Regions from separate parts of the Drosophila melanogaster genome. Here region 1 is linked to region 2. The links are chromatin contacts, called in public Hi-C maps. All regions are on one chromosome and are shown on one strand. Each heading gives the region's core, a stretch centred on a gene start, on an enhancer-like site or on the middle of the called end of the contact. The rest is flanking DNA. Distances are from core to core; before and after follow the strand shown. Region 1 holds the start of Had1 (beta Hydroxy acid dehydrogenase 1). Region 2 holds the start of CG43673.

Evidence for each region. A called contact is a pair of places that touch in the nucleus more often than the background predicts.
Region 1: a contact with region 2 is called in a Hi-C map of the Kc167 cell line, with 2.1 times the contacts expected there. The contact joins the promoter of Had1 here to the promoter of CG43673 in region 2. A contact is called at or near these places in 14 of 107 Hi-C or Micro-C datasets (the D17-c3 cell line, the Kc167 cell line, the ML-DmBG3-c2 cell line and 6 more).

What each region holds. Positions count from the first base shown.
Region 1 is chrX:16,305,348-16,309,940 of dm6, reverse strand. Had1 (beta Hydroxy acid dehydrogenase 1) reads left to right here and starts at 1,274. Exons shown (of 3, transcript NM_001298391.1): 1 at 1,274-1,703; 2 at 1,773-2,151; 3 at 2,394-3,029. The coding sequence starts at 1,666. The coding sequence ends at 2,924. It overlaps CG9915, which reads left to right. Exons shown (of 6, transcript NM_001272675.1): 6 at 1-124. CG3679 reads right to left here. Exons shown (of 3, transcript NM_001272674.1): 3 at 2,564-4,593. The coding sequence ends at 3,727. It also overlaps asRNA:CR45485.
Region 2 is chrX:15,776,705-15,780,754 of dm6, reverse strand. It overlaps CG43673, which reads right to left and starts at 1,609. Exons shown (of 2, transcript NM_001272651.2): 1 at 1,564-1,609; 2 at 541-1,375. The coding sequence starts at 1,573. The coding sequence ends at 693. CG43672 reads right to left here. Exons shown (of 11, transcript NM_176739.3): 7 at 3,686-4,027; 8 at 3,458-3,605; 9 at 3,200-3,397; 10 at 2,316-3,140; 11 at 1,981-2,238. The coding sequence ends at 2,052. Efhc1.1 (EF-hand domain containing 1.1) reads left to right here. Exons shown (of 4, transcript NM_132847.2): 4 at 1-357. The coding sequence ends at 256.

The sequences.
Region 1 (4,593 bases), core at 25-2,524, 530 kb before region 2:
ATTGAATTAATACGAATTCACCGATTAGATATTACAGCTTTCAGTTGGGCTGCAAAGTAGACTTAATTTAATTATTAGCTGCACTTTGCATTATTACATTAAACAAATAAAATAGTTAAGCAACAAAATAGCAATACAAATTTCACTTTTAACACACTAATCAGATTCTCTTCGTCTTTCCATACTGGCTTAAACAAAAAACGAGCAATTAAACCATTAATTAAAGATGGAAACGTTAATCCTTCAAGAGGATTACTTTTGTATACTCTTTCAAAGGTTATTATATTTTTAGTCTGGTTGCTTTCATATTAAGTTAAAAACACGAAGAAACCTTATGATTTGTATATTCATTGCAAATGAGAAAAGCAAGATCATGTTTTCCATTCTAATCTTAAGACGTCGCGTTTAATTTATTATGTGGAAAAAACCAAAGATTGGAGAAACTAAAAGTTAAATTTGTACCATTCCAGGTATATCTCGCACAAGAAATGAAGTGATAAATATGTCAGTAGAGATTAAACAAACTAAACTAAACAAACCAAATAGATCTTTGCATTTACAACTCACAAACATTTTTTAAGAATATTCTATAGACTATGGTTGCAATTTTGAACAGGCAGAGCATTGAAAAAACGTATATTTAGAATAGTTTTACAACGAAACGCTCGAATCAGATTGATAATACTTGACGTAGTTATTGCCATTTGCTCTACAAACATACATATTTACAATATTTTATTGCCTTATATTTAAGACAGCGAAAGCTTAAAAAGCTTAGTAAACAATTCGCGGGGTTATTTTTGTGCCGGTAGCAAATACATATGTACATACATACATAAATGCACGGACAATCACAAAGATACCCGCCGTAGTAGCTAAACTAACATTATAAAATGGCATTATTAATAAAAGTCAAATTAAGGGCATCTTGGCACAGTTTTGTCGTGTGACACCCGCTAGGAAATTGGTAGCTCCTTGAGAACTTTTGATGGACTATCTCACACACACAACCAGCCCCCCTTCCACCCACGCGAGTGGAAAATACCGGTTGGAAAAGGTACAGGTACCCGTCCTGCGTACCTAGCCAAGGTAAAAGCTATCAAAATGAAGTGTACCAATGCTGGCTTTTATAAGTTTAATTAACTGAGTTGCTTGCAGGGTTTCTTTTAATTAATTATGATTATAAATCAATTTCTGGACAATCATTTACATTTTCCTTGGCTTGCTAGCTAGCATATAGTATTTAACAAAAAATACATAATTTCAACAACTTTAGGGCCTGCATTCAAAGCCTAAATGCACTAAATGCAAGGTACGCGGCAGCTCAATGATGTGTATACAGCGCTGTGGGCGTGGCAGCATCGTCCAATTGCCCAACGGGGCGGCATTGTTATCGCACGGCCCACTATCTCCTCCGAAATCTCCAGCGACACCCATCAAGCGCGTCCGCAAACACCCCACAAACACTTGGGCTCGGGTCTCGTTCTCGTTTTTGGGTTCACCTCTGGCGTGGTTATCGCCGAATATTAAACCGGTTGCGCTGCCGTCTAATTGCTCAAACGCATGTACGCTGTGCCAAGTGGCGGTCGACAGCAATAGCTCCTCCATAGCTCCTTCTTAAATCCAACTCCACCGAAGTAAATCGGCAAAAGTAAATAAACAAAGATGTCGGCAAAGAACGAGAAAGTTGGCATTGTGGGCAGGTGAGTTGGAGCAGGAAGCTGTTATTCGCTAGGATATCCAGGTGCTGACTGGCGGTGTTACCATTCCAGCGGTCTAATTGGTCGCTCCTGGTCCATGCTGTTCGCCTCGGTGGGCTACCAGGTGGTGCTGTACGACATCCTGCCCGAGCAGGTGTCCACCGCTCTGACTGCCACGCAGAAGGAGCTGCAGGATCTGGAGGCCAAGGGCCTGCTACGCGGCAAACTGACCGCCGCCCAGCAATTCGCCTGCATCTCCGGCACCAACGACCTCAAGGAGCTGGTCAAGGGCGCCATCTTCGTCCAGGAGTGCATCCCCGAGCGTCTCGATCTGAAAAAGGCGCTCTACAAGCAGTTGGACGCCGTCGTCGGACCCAACACCATCCTCTCCAGCTCCACCAGCACTTTTCTGCCCTCCCTCTTCAGCGCGGATCTGAAAAACAAGGCCAATGTGAGTTGAATTCTTGAGATTAGTGAGCCATAGTATATCTCCACCTTGAGCTGATTACTTGGTAAAAAGAATAGTTAATCGTAATACATACAAACAGCTTATTGTTTTAAGAAACATTCTTAGCTGCAATTGCTTTAATTTAAAGCTGCGCCGTCCTTGTGCCCAATTTGATTCGCATTTATTTGGATTTCGATGTGATCGCCGCAATGACTAAGCCCAATTACGCTTGATTTCGTGAACAGGTTTTGGTCTCGCATCCCGTCAACCCACCGTACTACGTGCCTCTGGTCGAGATCGTGCCTGCGCCGTGGACGAAACCGGAATGGGTGAAGAAGACCCGTGCCCTGATGGAGGAGATTGGCCAGAAACCAGTTACGCTGTCGCGGGAGATCGAGGGCTTCGCCCTCAACCGCATCCAGTATGCCATCCTGAACGAGACATGGCGTTTGGTCGAGGCCGGCATCCTGAATGTCAAGGACATCGATAGCGTGATGAGCAATGGACTGGGACCGCGCTACGCCTTCCTGGGTCCCCTGGAGACGGCCCATCTGAATGCCGAGGGCATGGCCAACTATTTCGAACGCTACTCGAACACCATCTATGCGGTTAGCGAGACAATGGGACCGACACCGAAAATGGAGGGCCCCGTCGCCGTCGAGGTGGCCAAGCAGCTGGGCGAGATGGTGCCGCTGGATCAGTTGGCCCAACGCCGCAACTACCGCGACAACTGCCTCACCCAGTTGAGCATTCTCAAGAACAAGCTCAACCAGTAAACTCATTATTATCTTGCTGCTGCGTTTTTTTTTTTTTGTTTTTTCTTCATTGTTGTGATATGCTAGCGCCACATACGTTAAATATACGGAAATTGCTTAACTGATAATCTCTTTTTATTGAATTATTCCTCGCTGGTCTTTCAAGACAGCTGCGAAAAGCGAAATTAATAGGGAGTGTGCTTTGCAAGCTACTAGTTCTAGGTATTACATCAATGGACAAATCCTTAAAACGTAGGATACTTGTGGTCAAACGGCTTCACCTGCCTCTTAAATGCTATTTTTATTCTCTTCTGATATGCTTGGCTTACTATTAAATCTCTTCTTTAATCAACTCCACTTCAGTGGAATTTCAAAAACATAGGGAAATGAGAAAGGGATTTCAAGCACTATGAGTTCGCAAGGTAACTTAGTGGGTTAGTGAGTAGTTAACAAAGATAAATTAACTAATTAGTTCGTTCAGTTCGAGTGGAAATTAAATATAAAGTACTGGCTCCACTGCTAATCCGTTTCGAAACGAAAACTAATTTGCTAACGTTTAGTATGGAGTGCAGACTGCATATCAGTTCGCTTTATCTTGTGACGTCGGCCAAAAAAAAAAAAAAGGAAAAACAAATGGAACAAACAAAAATATATGGGGGAGATAGCCAAGCCGTTTTCACATTGTCGGTTTATCTGCAAGGTTAAAAACTTGACCTCAGACATCACATTCGAATTCACTTTCAGGCGACATTGCGCCACCGCCCACGGGCCAAGGAAGTGCTCCCCCATTCCCCATTCCTACGCAATGCACGCTCTCTATCCTCTAGCCGGAACCGCTCTTCTTGCAGAAGCTCGGCCCCCTAATGCTGGGCGTCGAATAGGAGGTATTTGACAGGGATCCCGATCCTGCGGTCATGGCCATTGGCTTCAGGGATCTGCGCTGCTGGGTGCGCATTTGTGGCAGTGGTGTGCTCGTGCAGGATATGTTTTGGGCGGGTTTGGTCCTCGATGAGATGGGCGTTTCGGGTACACGCGGATGGAACGGATTCAGGTAGGTGGAATCGTTGCTTGCGGTCACTTTCATAATGGGAACCACCGGCTTGATGGGCTTCGTCGCCTTAACACTTCCACTGGGTTTGGACACCGATTCGTTTATGGCTGGATTCCTCAAGCGGCTGCTCATTAGAGTACGCCTGTTCTCGTAGGCCTTTGTGGACGGATTACTTGGCGTGGAGAAGGAGTTGCTCCTCTGGCGAAAGGCAGCTGCTGCACCCATCGGCCCAACAGTGGCTGTGTTCTTGGTCTCCTTGGGCGGCGGAAGATTCTCCACCTGGCGATCGGACTTCAGGACTTCCCGGGGCAGCTTAGACTTGTCCTGAATGGAAAGCGACGACGATCGACGGCGCATTGAGCCCGCCGCATTGGTCTCACGTAGAGGCATTGGCTTAGTCTTGGCCACGTTGCTCGTTGTGTATGCTACCTGAGTGCTGCTGTAGTTGCTGGGGTTCACCAACAGTATGACTGTCCTGGGATCAAGTCCCTGCTGTTGTTCATGATCACTGATCCCCGTGTTTGCGAGTTTGTGCCGCTCCAGCAGTTCGTTAATCTGTTGAGCGAGTGTTTCGTCGACCAACTCCGTCATAAATGGCTCCTTTTTGGCTACTGACACGGGCGGTATCGAAGGTATCGA
Region 2 (4,050 bases), core at 360-2,859:
ATGCGGCAAGGGCTGCGACATGCTGCCCGTGAACCACGCCTTCGAGCTCTGCCCCAAGATCCCGTTCCTGAACAAGGGTCGTGTGGTGAACTTCACTTGCTTCCTGAGGGAACTTAATCTGCCCCTCAACTTGCCAGCCGGCGGCGAGAAGAACAACGATGCGATTGCAGAGGGTGGAAGGATAATGCCACCATCGGCCATGCCCGATACCGATGCCCACAAGGCGAATGAGGACGACGCACAGCACATGGCTTGATTGAGACACGTATCTTGCAGTGCACACACATATTTCGTTCCAAATTATTTGTTGTAATTCCTTCCATTATCTTGAATCGTCAAAAAAAAATATATATTTTGAAAAATCGATTTTCTTTACTAGGATTGGCAGATAGGATGCATAGCCTAATTGCTAATTTTTAATAACAATATTTTGCAATAGCAAAACTTAGTATATTTCGTACTTACATATATAGATAGTTTCTAATTTAGAATTAAAAAAAAAAAATGATTTTCATGATGCATTGTTTCGAATGTTGCTTTGGTTTATTTCACCAATGGTTTTATAATTGATTTATATATCTTTAACTGATATTTTGTGATCCAGGAACCAAGATCATTCAACAGTATTTACGATATCCACATATGCTACTATGGCAACCATTGTATATTGTATGTGCTATTGGAAAACACGTCTAATTCCGATTGACTGGGCAATTCAGTACCAACTCGCGATCTTGGCAGGATTTCGTCTCCCGATCGAACCACTGATTCCGTGGGCAATTATGGCGCTTGACCCGATTCTTATGGCACATATAGAAACGACGGCAATGTTTGGGATCTGTCAAATACTCGCCATCGTTTATTCCACGGCAATCGCGCTGGGATCTCAGCACATCAATTCTGTTAGTGAGTGGATGCGGAGTAACTTGGAAGATGGAATGGGCATCATCTGCATCCTCGGTATCGAGAATAAGTTTCGATTTTTTGGTGGTCACTGCGGGTGTCACTGTCGTCGTCGGTGGACAGGTGGTTGTTTGTGGTGGCGTCGTGGTGACCTCCCCATTGGCCTTTCCATTGGGCACCAAAGTGACGTTTGCTTTGACGTCTCCCAGCACAGAACCGCCGCGATCCCCGTTGAAACATTTGACTAGTCCGGGTAGATTGCAGGTCTGGATCTTTGGATCGTAATACAGGCCATTGGAGCACTCGCGCCGAACGGCATTACCACGCTGGCACACAAAGAAGCTGGAGCAACTGGCCGGATCCGCAAACGACAGGCCATTGAAGCGATCCGCACAAACGGTGCTGCCCAAAGCTTCAGTCAATGGCACCGCCGACGACACTAGGATCACCACAAATAGATGCTGTGCAATCCCTAAAGACGAAAGAATATACAACAATTTTAATATAGATTTAACAATAAGATCTTTAAGCTAATTGCACATGCATGTTGTTTGGACACACATGCAGACATTATGATCATATTGTATATATCTATTTTTGAAGTATCCCATATATCCTTTGCTATATAATCGATGTGGTATAATCCATTGTTCGACGTACAAACTTTCATGTTGGTAAACCGGCTTGGAGGTGCTGTTTCAATAACGAGACAAATTTAGTCCAGACTCGCTTTTATAGTCGGAGGCGCCTCCTTATCGCCATCGCCATCGGCAGACGGCGACGGTTACATGGGTAACGTTCACTTCTTGTGTGGAAAACACGGCTTGGACAAACAGTATACTTTTCGCGCGTGCTGCGGGAACTAGCGTGTATCGCCAATGAAACCATTAGGAAATTGGCAGGGAATATATTTAGATATATGTATATTGCTCGTAATGGTTTTATCAGCGTCTGCTATTTTGGATAATGCATCTCGAAATAGTTGCACTCGCCAGTTTCACATTTGATAACAGTTTTGAAAAGAGCAAATAGTTATGCGATGTCTTTTAGATATCCATGTTCCATGTTCTAACAACAATAATAATACTACTACTTCTTGAATAATTCTTTACTTAATTACTTTGCAACTTTCTGTTTACACAATTCGTTTAGTAAGGAAATGCATCCTTGTTGCTTTTCTGGCGATGAATGCTAAGGAACACAGAGTTTACCGACGGCTGAGACACGGAGAAGGAATAGAAATCCTGCTTGTTGCGATGCAGTGTATCGACGATCCTGGACATGGGGTACATGTGACTGGACAGCCAGAAGCAGACCCTGGGAAAACTAACATTCCTGCAGGGATAGAAAAGGAAAGAGAAAATTAGAATGGAAATGGAAATGGAAAGCTGTGCCTCAGAGAAATGCCTCACTTGATAATGGCATGTGGAAATACGTTTTCGATGACTCCGCACAGCTTTAAGTACTTCCATCTGTCCGCGCTGTCAGTGAAAGCCGCGGAGAACTCCTGATGCTTGTGCCGCAATAACGTCCCAGTGGTCCCTGCTCTATCCTCCTTTGCCTCCGTCGATTGCGAATCAAAGTCAATGGGACTGCCCAGCTCGGCCAGATGGATTCTCGTCTCCACCATGTAGTACGATGAGTAGTAGTTCTGTTGCATCTCCTCGCGCTCCCCAATCACCGCGATTCCTGGATAGCTCAGCGTAGCCATACGTAGAGCGGGCGTGGAGTACGCGGTGTCGCTGCAGGTATAGATAATGCTATGACCACGCCTGCGCAAATCGTGGATTATGTGCAGCATGCTGCGCTGCGACACGATATCCAAATGGGTGAAGGGATCGTCCAGCAGGATGAGCTCGGCATCGCTCATCAGGGCAATGCCGAGACTCAGTCTTTTCAGTACGCCCTGACTGCAGATGGACAGCGAGTTGAAGCGATATTTGTACAGCCCGAAGATTTTGCACAACTTTGTGGCCTCCGCCCTGAAGGAAATCTGTTTGGAGCGTCGAATACGCAGTATCAGATCCCATGTCTCCAGTATGGTCATCAATTGCATCGTTTGAAACTCCTGAGCACTGTAGCCCACCATATGGCAGGAATCCAAATCCTTCGACTTGAATGGAACCGTCTTGGAGCTGATTATCCGTCCCGAACTAGGTGTGTAAATGCCGAGAATCGTCTTCAGCAGCACACTTTTTCCAGTTCCATTGGCGCCGAAAACGCTCATGACTTGATAGCTAACATGATGGATATATATATGAATGTATATGGATATTTCGCATATGGTTATCATTACCGATTGACCATGAAGTCAATGTGCTTGATTGCCGCTTTTAGGCCAAAAAAGACGCTCAAATGCTCCACATGCAGGGCTTTTGATTCAATGTGGTTGCGTTCCAAAGTGCTCACACGCGATTTTTCATGGATCCAGGTGTTCTCCAGCTCGCTGGGCTCCATGATATGCAGAATGTTCTGATCGTATTTGCTATCCGGACTTTGGAAACACGTCGGTTATATACTGATTTTTGAAATGTGCTCCTGCACAGCAACTCACTCACTATCCCAAAAGTACTTCGGTTGTCGTGGCCTTCGCTTCACCATATGCGATTTGAGGAATATGAAAATCGAGATCCAAACCACGACGAGCAGAAGGTATACACAGCACAGGTATCGCAGGTGGTAGAACTCCTGTGCATCGTCATCTACGGCGGATAGTTAAAATAGTTAAGATTATAAAGAAACACTAGGTGGTCACTAGCTAAACACTTGATGGATGCCTCACCACAACAGTTGGGAATCGTGTTGCACTGATCCGCATAAACACTGGTCTCGTAAATTTGCCGATCGCTGCAGAGCCAGATCTTCTCCGAAATGCTGGCGATGCGCATTAGATTGTGCAGCAGGGCATAGAACGGATGGAAGTCCAGCAATAGGAAGTGGGCTGTGTTGGGATTCGTAAATGGCCGCAGTTCCTTCACTGCTATGTAAACCAAAATGCCCAGTGAGTAGGCGAGGAGTACCTTTAGATACACAAAGGGCATATCCGAGATCGGCATGATGGTTATCAAAATATTCAAGCTAAACACACACGCAGCAATGATGAACATGACATAGACGGAGTATACTGCAGATCATATTAGTAATAAG